Regions from separate parts of the Rattus norvegicus genome. Here all the other regions are linked to region 3. Evidence: chromatin contacts called from public Hi-C data. All regions are on one chromosome and are shown on one strand. The core of a region is the stretch at or near the end of the contact, and the rest is flanking DNA. Distances in the headings are between cores, read along the strand shown.

Region 1 (2,955 bases), core at 252-2,751, 200 kb before region 3:
TGCAGAATGATTGTGGGGGCCGTGCTCTTCCAGGATGTGCAGAAATCATCTCAAGATGTATGGGGTAAAACCCAGGAGGCTAGGGAGGCTGCCTTGGCCCTGGAGAAGAACCTGAACCAGGCCCTCTTGGATCTGCATGCCCTGGGTTCTGCCCCACCGGCCCTCATCTCTGTGACTTCCTGGAAAGCCACTTCCTGGATAAGGAGGTGAAGCTCATCACGAAGATGGGCAACCGCCTGGGCCAACAACCAGAGGCTGGCAGGGCTACAATAGGTGTGCCCCAGCATCTCTGGGCGAGCATCTCTTTGAGTGCCTCACTCTCAAGCATGACTAGGAGGCCTCTGAGCCTTCCAAAGGGTTCCCTCCTCTGCTCTGCACCGGCCGCCTCAGGACCTTCACCAGAATGAACCTCTCAAGCTACTAGGCAGCTCTGTAACCGCCCTGGAGCTCTCCCAAGCCTTGGACCAAGTAAAAATAAAGCTTTCTGAAACAAAAAAAAAAAAAAAAAAAGAGGAGAGGGGGAGGGGGAGGGGGAGGGGGTATAAGCAAAATATCCACTTAACTAAGAACAACTTTAAAACAGCAGTCTCGACTTAGACTTCAGACTGAAGTTACACGTTACGTTCTTCAAACCTTGGTCAGCCATGGGACAAACTTAAATTTTGCTCAATTATAAGCGGTCATCATGACATTGAAGCATGAATCATAAATTTAAACACAAAACAGACTCGCTACCATCCTGCCCTCACAGAACACTGTTCTTGCTGTGGTCCTGCATTTGATGAGACCGGAAGACCTAAATAGACTACAGCCCCCAGACCCAATGCGTGTTCCAAAGGGCCAATTTCACAGAGTTTGTTTTTAGGCAAGAAGAATGGCCCTCCTCCATCTCGTGGTCATGTGCTTGGTCATGTGTAAGGCTTTAATGACTGTGATATTATATACAAGGCAATGGGAAATGTTCACATTCTCTTCCAAGGATTCCTTACAACTTCAGACTGGGTGTCTAGATGCCACAAGCTCCCTTATTTCTCTGTTCCGCTTCCCAGTCCCAGTCTGCACCCAGAGCAATGACAACTGGCACCTCTGTAAGAGCAAAAGCTGTTGATCTGTTAGGAGAGATGGAAAGTCTCTGTGCCACATCACCTGAAACCTTTGCAGATGTCGCCTATAACAAAATTAACTGCATTGGTGGTAGGCGTGGTGGACACACCTTTAATCTCAGCACCTAGGGGGCAGAGGCTGCCAATCTGTGAGGCTGAGACCGGTCTGGTCTAAGGATCAAATCCCAGGCTGGTCAGAGTTACATGGTAAGACCTGCCTTATAACAAACAAACAAGCATTGTCAACGAGCCCCAAACTAAATGAAAAGAATGATTATAAGCACATAAAGTTGTTGTGGGTTTTTTTGTTTAAGTCACCTGGCCCTATGACACTGACCTAATTTCTCACAGGCTTAACTTCTGCATTCCTAAACTGTGACCATGTTGCAGGGCTAAGAGGAACAAGGGACTTCTTTGTTATGAGTCTACACTCCCTGAGAGGAGGAAAATCCTGTCATGTCACCACACCATAATTCCAGTCTAAGAGCTGACCTTGAGAAATTTCTAGAACCGATTCTATTTCTAGAATCCCCTTCCATAATCCTCCTCATACGGAGGCTCACACAGGGTTGAACAATTGCTGCTTTTGCTGAGCCTGGGATCTTTACAACACTGCACAGTCTCGATTTTCCTAAAGCCACACATGACCTCCAGTGTAGGCAGCACAATCTGAGGGGACCAAGCTTGAGACCAGGACCAATAGGACCAAGAAGGGGTTGGTGAGCAATGGATGGAGTTGAGCATCAGTGCTCTGTCAACAGTGAGACGCCCGTGGTGGAATCTGCAAGGGCAGGGAGCTGTGTCTCCCTTAGCAGCTTAGAGGCAGCCCTGAAGACTTCACAGTAGCCTTATGCTCTGCTGAGGCAATCCCATACATTGTGATCCTATAACTCGAAGAAGAGGCTGCCATCTGGCTACCCGCATGGTCTTTCTCTAAGACCAGTAATGAGGATTAATCCAAACCACGGCTGAGCAGAAATGTTATTAGTCTACCAAGGGTGAATGGGCATCGGCCAATTTGTAGAGCAAGCTAAAATTAAATTCTTAATACAATCTCATGTCAATGAAAGGCGTATAATAAAGAATGGCCACCCTGGAAATTAATCTGTTTAATACTTAAATATAATCAAATTGGTCTGTTCTCCAAATATAGCTCTCTTTCCTTTCTAATTAAACACTCATTTATGAAGTTGGATTTTCAAGATGCCTGGGTTTGGTTTTTTTGTTTTTTGTTTTTTTTTTTTCTTTTAGCTCTGTAGGCAAGACTTCAAAAATGGAAGGAGTTTGCTTCTTCTTGTAATAAGAAAATTTGCTTCTTGTCTTAGAAATTGGCTGTTATGTTCATAACCTTAGGAAACTTCAAGGACAGAAAAATCAAACTAACATCAGAAAAGAAAATTACAGGGTAAATGTTGTGATTTGCAAAATTACAAGAGTCGGCGCTATTGTATTTTGAGATTTAAGATGCTGTCGGGGGCAGGGCTCCAAGTCCCCTGAGTAGTCAGAGCGCCCGCTAAGGAACCAGTTTGTGTTTGCCCAGGAACAGAAGGACATTTCTTCTCCCCAACCCAGTGGACACAGAGCATCCTGCTTCTCTCTGTTCTGGTGGCAACGATTTTATTTTTGCGCAGTTTCTGTAGCTGTCAAGTTCCAGTCTTTAAAATTACGTTATCTGATTTTTCTCTGAGTCACCCCAAATCAGAGCCCTCAATTAGATGTTACCCTTTGGGCAGGAGACAGATCATCTCAGGCTGGATCGCTTCACAGTGAGGTCACCCAAACTCCACAGTCAGCCCCAGAAACAAAAGCAATTTCCTTTCTCTTTCACTTCCTGGGGACTTTTTAATCTCCT
Region 2 (3,218 bases), core at 282-2,781, 170 kb before region 3:
TTTCCTCTCATAATTTTGCTGTGGGAAGGGCTGGAAGGAGGGCTGCATACTCCCAGCCCTTGCCTCAGAGGAGGGAGAAACAGAGGGTCCTGTGGAATGCAAGGCAGCCAGCAACATTACAAACGTAGACCCAACTGGTTTATGATAAAGGGCTGGCTACGGTAACAGTCAGTTCTCCTACTCTCGTGCCTTACCATTCCACAAGACCACATGCTAAGCTAATAAAAAAAAATGTCTCTCTCCAATTTGCTTTCAGCTATCCGGCTGATGTCCACAAACAGCTGCTAGGAAGTCAGCTACACCCAAGCCACTTAAGAATTTAGAAAACCGGTGTTGGTTTGCATCCAATCCCCATCTATTTAGTCACTCATAGTGTAAGCTACAATGGTTCAAGATGGTAATTTCTTCTAAAAGAATTACACGCAAAAGCACAAAGGAGAGTCTGTGTCTTCAAGCGGCATTTAAATGATGTGCATGACTCCTGCTGCCGGAGGAAACTGGTCCATCTCTCACTGTCTGTTTTAAAATGAGATTTGACTCAACCTGCTCTCTCTGGAAGAAACAATAATTTCTTTGTTAGCTAAGACCAGTGTAGTTCTTAAGCCAATGTGATTGGTTCATCATGGATACCGTCCAAAGCATATTCTGTGACATAGTCACAGATCAATTAAATTGGGAAACAGCAGTAATTATAATCACATAAAGTTAAGAGTATGAGGAAAAACAAGTAATTGAAAATAACAGTGACGTAAGATGCCATTAGTGTAGGCTTCAAAATAAATAAATAAAACCATATAGTCAAAGTGGATAGCAAATAAATTTCCCCTAAATATGCCAGAGAACAAACCACCTCACATTTGGATTATTTCTGTCCATCCATCTTTGGTTCCAACTGACATTCGGTTTACTAAATGCACATGGTCACCCAAAGAAGTAAACAGGAATTGCGTTGGCTGCATACAGTCGACACCAGCACTCAACAAATAATGACATCACTGTATTTACACAATTGAGGGTATTTACAGTAGAAGAGAAATTGTTATGTCAGGGGAGGTTTCCTTTTGATAGAAACTTTAGCTCCAAATAGTTAATCCGAGTATCTGCGAGAACTTTTTTTTTCTTTCCATTCTGTTTGTGTTTGGTTTGGGGTAATATTTTAAAACTTCTCCAGTACCTGATGAGAGCCACAGAAATGGTATGTTTGTCTAACTCTCCATAAAGTTGCCTCAAGACTACAAGTACCCCGCTAGCCTCAGCCAGCCACACACAGACTTGCGCCCAGGCCATTTCTCACCTCCAATCAGGACCATACAAAGAGCAGTCTCAGTTATCAACTCCACAAAAACTTGCCTAAGCGCTGCCCCCTTCCCGCCCCGCCCGACGCGCGCGCGCGCGGCCGGCGGTGCCGCTCCGTACCTGCTGAGCGGATGGCCGGCCCGGGACGCGCAGCGTGGCTCCGCGCCCTGCGGTTGCGAGCGCGCGTGCGAGTGGTAGGCGGTCAGCACCACGCCGCCCGAGTCCTCCACCTCCATCCTCAGCGGCGCATGTCCCCGCGCCGACCCAGAACAAAGACCCGGACCAACGAGGACCAGCTCCGGGAACGGGTCAGCGGCCCCGAGCGTCCGGCGCCCCAAGGCTCTGAGGCTAGGACGGCCCCTCCCGCCCGAGGGCCACGCCCACAGAGTACAGCGGCAGATTAGCATACACTGAGGGCCACGCCCACAAAACAAGGCACACAGATTAGCATAACTAAGAGCCACGCCCACAGAGTACAGTGGACAGATTAGCATACACTGAGGGCCACGCCCACGGATCCCTGCTTTTAGGAAACTGGAAACCTGCCTGGCGCTTGTGGCTCCAGCCAGCTGCTCTAGTAAAGTTTGTGTTTTTCTTCCTTTGTTTCTCTTTTCCTCTTCTCAACCTCCTCCTCGCCCCCTTCAAACGGGAGGCTTATCCCATGGCTAGGAACATTTCCTGCCTGGCAGTCAGAAGTGAGACAGAAACCATGCCTTAGGCAAAGGGAGAGAGGCTAGGTCTGGAATGGGTGCTCAGGGGAAGAAAAGAGGAAAATGTGACACTCTCATTTAAACATCCGAATCAGAAATTGAAGAACTGGGTGGCACCGACGTTTGCTAGTCGGTGAATCTGATTTCCCTTCTGCCCAAGACATCCCTCTGCACGTGCAAGACTGAGCTTCCTTTCCATACCCTCAAGACTGCAACAACCAGACTCTTACCTCATTCCTAACATCCCTTTCCTCCACCCGGTCCTGATCCCTGACAGATACCGTTTCCAGACTGTCTGAAAACTACTCCTGATTGCCATGGGCTCAATGAATGGTATTTTTCAGGGGGGCTTTTTTAGGGGAGAAGTTATAAACACACACACACACACACACACACCACAAATGTATATAACATACCCGGACGTGCAATATAATCTTTCTCCTGCTTGTGTTTCTGGCTGGAACTGCTTTCAAAATTCTCTCCCCGGGTCCCCTGTGAAACCTCTTAGAGATCATCAAAGCTCCCTCCCCCACCTCTCACTCCCCCTGCCACTTTCTAGAAATTGCTCTTGCTTTGTTACAGGAACAATTTCATTCTGCTCTGTGATGAGGGCAGACTCCCCAGACCATGCATGCCCTGTGTGTTTCTTTGCTCTGGCATCCACTTGAGTGATTGCTACTAAGTCATGGTCTGTTTTTCCCCCCAAAGCCCAGAACCAGGAAACTTCTCAGAATGAAACACCAAGGAGAAATCTCGAGGGGAAAACCCATGGCTAACTCAAGATCAAATTACTGTTTTCCAGCAACTCGGTGTTTTCTGCTCCGCTGCAAGATGCTGGAATGACTGGTGCCCTTTTTTTTTAATACCCCAGAGCCCCTCTTGTTTCTCGTAGCACACACTCCAGAAAGGAAGGTGTACTGGAGACTTACATATCAACTTGACACAAGCTCGGGTCATCTGAAGGGAAGAGAGCCTCAAGTAAGAAAACGCCTCTGTGAGATCAGGCTGCAGGCAGGCCGAATGATTGGTGGGGGAGGGCCCAGCCCGTGGTGGGTGGTGCTGGCACTGGGATGGTGGTCCTGGGTTCTTAAGAAGGCAGACTGAAGAAGCCATGGTGAGCAAGCCAGTAAGCAGCACCCCTCTGTGGCCTCTGCATCAGCTCCTGCCCTCACTGCTTTCGATGAAGAACTGTTATATGGAACTGTGAGGGAA
Region 3 (3,090 bases), core at 360-2,859:
CCAAGTAACTGGAGAGTTGAATATGCCAAAAATTATGACAAATTATGAGGCTGGACTTTTACCAAGTTGTACATGCCTGATTGTGATACATAACCTCCTCTGTGGCCAAACCCATGCTGGAAAAGTAACCTAGTCACTCACATGGATGACAGATGTGACAGCTTGTGCTATATTTTTGCAGTCAGACATTTAAAAACATTTATTCATATGGTTTCCTTTGAAATTAATGGGGAAAACACAAAAGAACTTACATACGAACCCTCGGCACAAATGGATTCTTAGAGACAGTGAAGGCTATTGCATTTCCAAAGATACAAGGAATTCATTGATTCAGCCATTCTTCCTCAGCCTGCAGACCTCCTGTTAAATGGCCCTTAGGATTCCAAGAAGCTTACAGAGCAAAAACCTCAAAATAGTCCTCCCCAGCCCCTCGATGTTAGCAAACCAACCCTCCCTTAATCACTCCTCCATATGACCAAATAATGCCTGTTGGGGTTGGGGATGGGTACTGATTTACCAGTTACAAGAAAAAAATAATTTACTTTTATACATATAGTTATCTGGAAACCCATTAAGTGGCGTCATGAAGAACGGTGACATATCAGATGAAATGATTCATACTTGCTGGAGGTCAAACTACGGAAATCGCACCAGATGCTTGATACGTGGTTACTAGCATGCCAGCTTACAGAGGTTCCCCAGCCCATCTGAGGGGCTCCACAGGTGTGGTACTCTAGGAAGGGACAGGCCAGGTGACAAAGTGAAGTCCTTGCTACTTCTCTTTACTTGCTTACCACAGACTTTAGTCAGCTAGACCTTGATGACTCCAAGGTGACGTGAAATATCTACACACTTTTCATGACCAGGAAGTAGGATCAACTCAGAAGTCTCCTTTCCCTCAAACCCATCAGGGTTCTCGGAGGAAGAGACACAAAATACCCTTATCGAAATGCTTTCCCAGAAGATGTGCTGTAACAGTGGAGAGGCCTTGACAAGGTGGTATCCCTGCCTGCTGGACCCTGGGGATGAGTAACTTTTCCTGGGAAATGAAATGTAGAGAGGCAGGAAATCCAAGGGCATTGAGCAGAGAGCCCATGTTGACTTAGATGTGTTTCTAGGCTGAAGAAACTAAAGGAGAAGAGACAGCCCAAAGCCAGGATTGTCTTGCCGAGGAGCTGGGCTGGTTGGTGGTGGTGGTGGTGGTGGTGGTGGTGGTGGTCATCAGGACTTCACTAAGGGAACCTCAAAGGTTTGTTTGTGGTTCCATCACTTGACTGACATCTGATTGGTTGACATTCATTGGCTGATCATCTGGCATCAGAGGTTGCTTGCCATTCACTGACTGGCATCTGCTCACCAATAGGACTGATAGCTTACTAACATTTTCCCATGGTACCGGGGGCAAGGAGCCCTTATGCACTAATTCTGATTCAACAACACAGCTGGAGTTACTTTTGACTTAATTTACCTACTATGTGTAGATGACATTTTATTAAACTCGTGTGTGCAAAAGCGCTGGAGAAACCCACCTTCTCAGCCTCACTCCCTGTGCGAGCTCTGCCTCCAGCCCCTTCAATGCTTAGGCACGATTTCCTCCTCTGAGTCATACATAATGAAGTGTTTGCTGAAAGAGACCATGTAGCTCCCAGATGTGTCTAACTCTGAAAATATCTTAACTGGTATGCCGGAATTTTTTCCAACAGAAAGCTAAAAGCCCCACGTTTATCTAATATCTTCAAAGAGAGTACTGTGCAGCTATAAGAGATTACAATGAAAGAGTGTGGCTTCTGACCCGGAGGGTTGACAGCTTAGGAGAGGCTTCATAGTCCGTCACAGGGAAATGATACAAAGTGTGTTGCCAAGAAGGAGAAACTTGAACGTGACATCATCAGGACAGCCTCCCGCTCACAGCCCTTCAGTGTCATGTCGGTAATTGTCTTTCCTGGAACACACCATTGTGCCTTCACGCTTTGAAGATTAACGTTCACCAGGAAGGAAAGTTTTAAACATCATCTAATTCTGAGCGTCCAGTGCCCGCTCTAACAGAGGCCTCTCTCCTTATCGAGCGTCCCCGTGCTTGAGTGCTGACATCACTTTTCTTTCTCCTGCTTTTTTCTTCAAGCTGTTTTGCCAGGTGTGAGTTCTGAAGGCAAAATCAGAGAGTGAAAGCCATTGCATAGAAAGAAAACAGAGCAAAGAGCTACATCCTCCCGGCAACCCCTCAGTTGTGCGTTCACACCCACAAGCACAGCACAGAATTGTATAGAACCGACAGTTACGACCCATGGTGTCACATCCACAATTATAATCTTCCTAAAACTTTGACCATCAAGAACTATTCTTATTCACTGGGAGGGAAAACATGATCAGATTTTGTGTGTGTGTGTGTGTGTGTGTGTGTGTGTGTGTGTGTATGTGTGTGTGTGTGTGTGTGTGTGTGTTTTGCTTATTTTATTTACTGTGATCCGTGTATGGGGATGGATGCCTTTGAGAATAGGGGAAATTGGGAGAATTCTATGCAAGTCGTTTATGAAGTCCCTTCTACATACAAGAGGCTCCTCTGACAGACATTCCCTGGTCACTGTGCCCTCTAAAGGAGGAGGAGCTCTTGACGCTTTGACAGATATGGCAGGGAAACTGAGGTCTGGCACAGAACATTCCCTCAGATCCTGGAACTAACTAGAAATACAAACCAAGTGTCACAGTCAGGCCTGTGGGATTCCCGGACACAAGGTGGCTTATTCTGAGGCTTGCCTGTTGCTTCCTGCTCATGTGGCCTTCAGCATCCGATAGATCCCTGGCCTGGATGGCGAGCAGTAGCTTCCATGGTCCTTCAAGGCCAAGGACGGGGCAGGTATAGAGCACCCACAAAGACTCCACTCTTCTCCATTCTTTTGACAAAGTCAACATCTTGCCGCATCTGCATTTTTCTGCCAGTTCACTGCCATCTAGTGGTTATGTTGATGTCTGTTTTGCATAAAACTTTGGGAGGACATAGCCCATTTATAATAGGAAGGAAATTTTGAATTTAGATAGAAATTTTCATTAAAAAGCAAAAGCAAAAGCAAACCCCTCACCTAAGTAAATATG

What was found. Hi-C and Micro-C count contacts between places; a contact is called where the count stands out from the background.
Region 1: a contact with region 3 is called in a Hi-C map of Schwann cells, with 5 times the contacts expected there. The contact joins two enhancer-like sites. A contact is called at or near these places in 2 of 12 Hi-C or Micro-C datasets (Schwann cells and mammary epithelial cells).
Region 2: a Hi-C map of Schwann cells shows a contact between it and region 3, with 5 times the contacts expected there. The contact joins the promoter of Arhgap28 here to the enhancer-like site in region 3. A contact is called at or near these places in 2 of 12 Hi-C or Micro-C datasets (Schwann cells and mammary epithelial cells).

Annotation. Positions count from the first base shown.
Region 1 is chr9:115,414,805-115,417,759 of GRCr8, forward strand. All of the region lies in intron 1 of Arhgap28 (Rho GTPase activating protein 28), which reads right to left. Among named protein-coding and RNA genes, the nearest start is that of Arhgap28, 28 kb to the right of the region's middle. Within about 2 kb of position 1,502, at least 1 of the 93 cell types and tissues checked has an H3K27ac peak or open chromatin away from gene starts, as enhancers often do. A contact at or near this core is called in Schwann cells, where this site is marked.
Region 2 is chr9:115,443,133-115,446,350 of GRCr8, forward strand. It overlaps Arhgap28 (Rho GTPase activating protein 28), which reads right to left and starts at 1,532. Exons shown (of 18, transcript NM_001191815.1): 1 at 1,417-1,532. The coding sequence starts at 1,532.
Region 3 is chr9:115,616,097-115,619,186 of GRCr8, forward strand. No RefSeq gene overlaps it. Among named protein-coding and RNA genes, the nearest start is that of L3mbtl4, 120 kb to the right of the region's middle. Within about 2 kb of position 1,610, at least 6 of the 93 cell types and tissues checked have an H3K27ac peak or open chromatin away from gene starts, as enhancers often do. A contact at or near this core is called in Schwann cells, where this site is marked.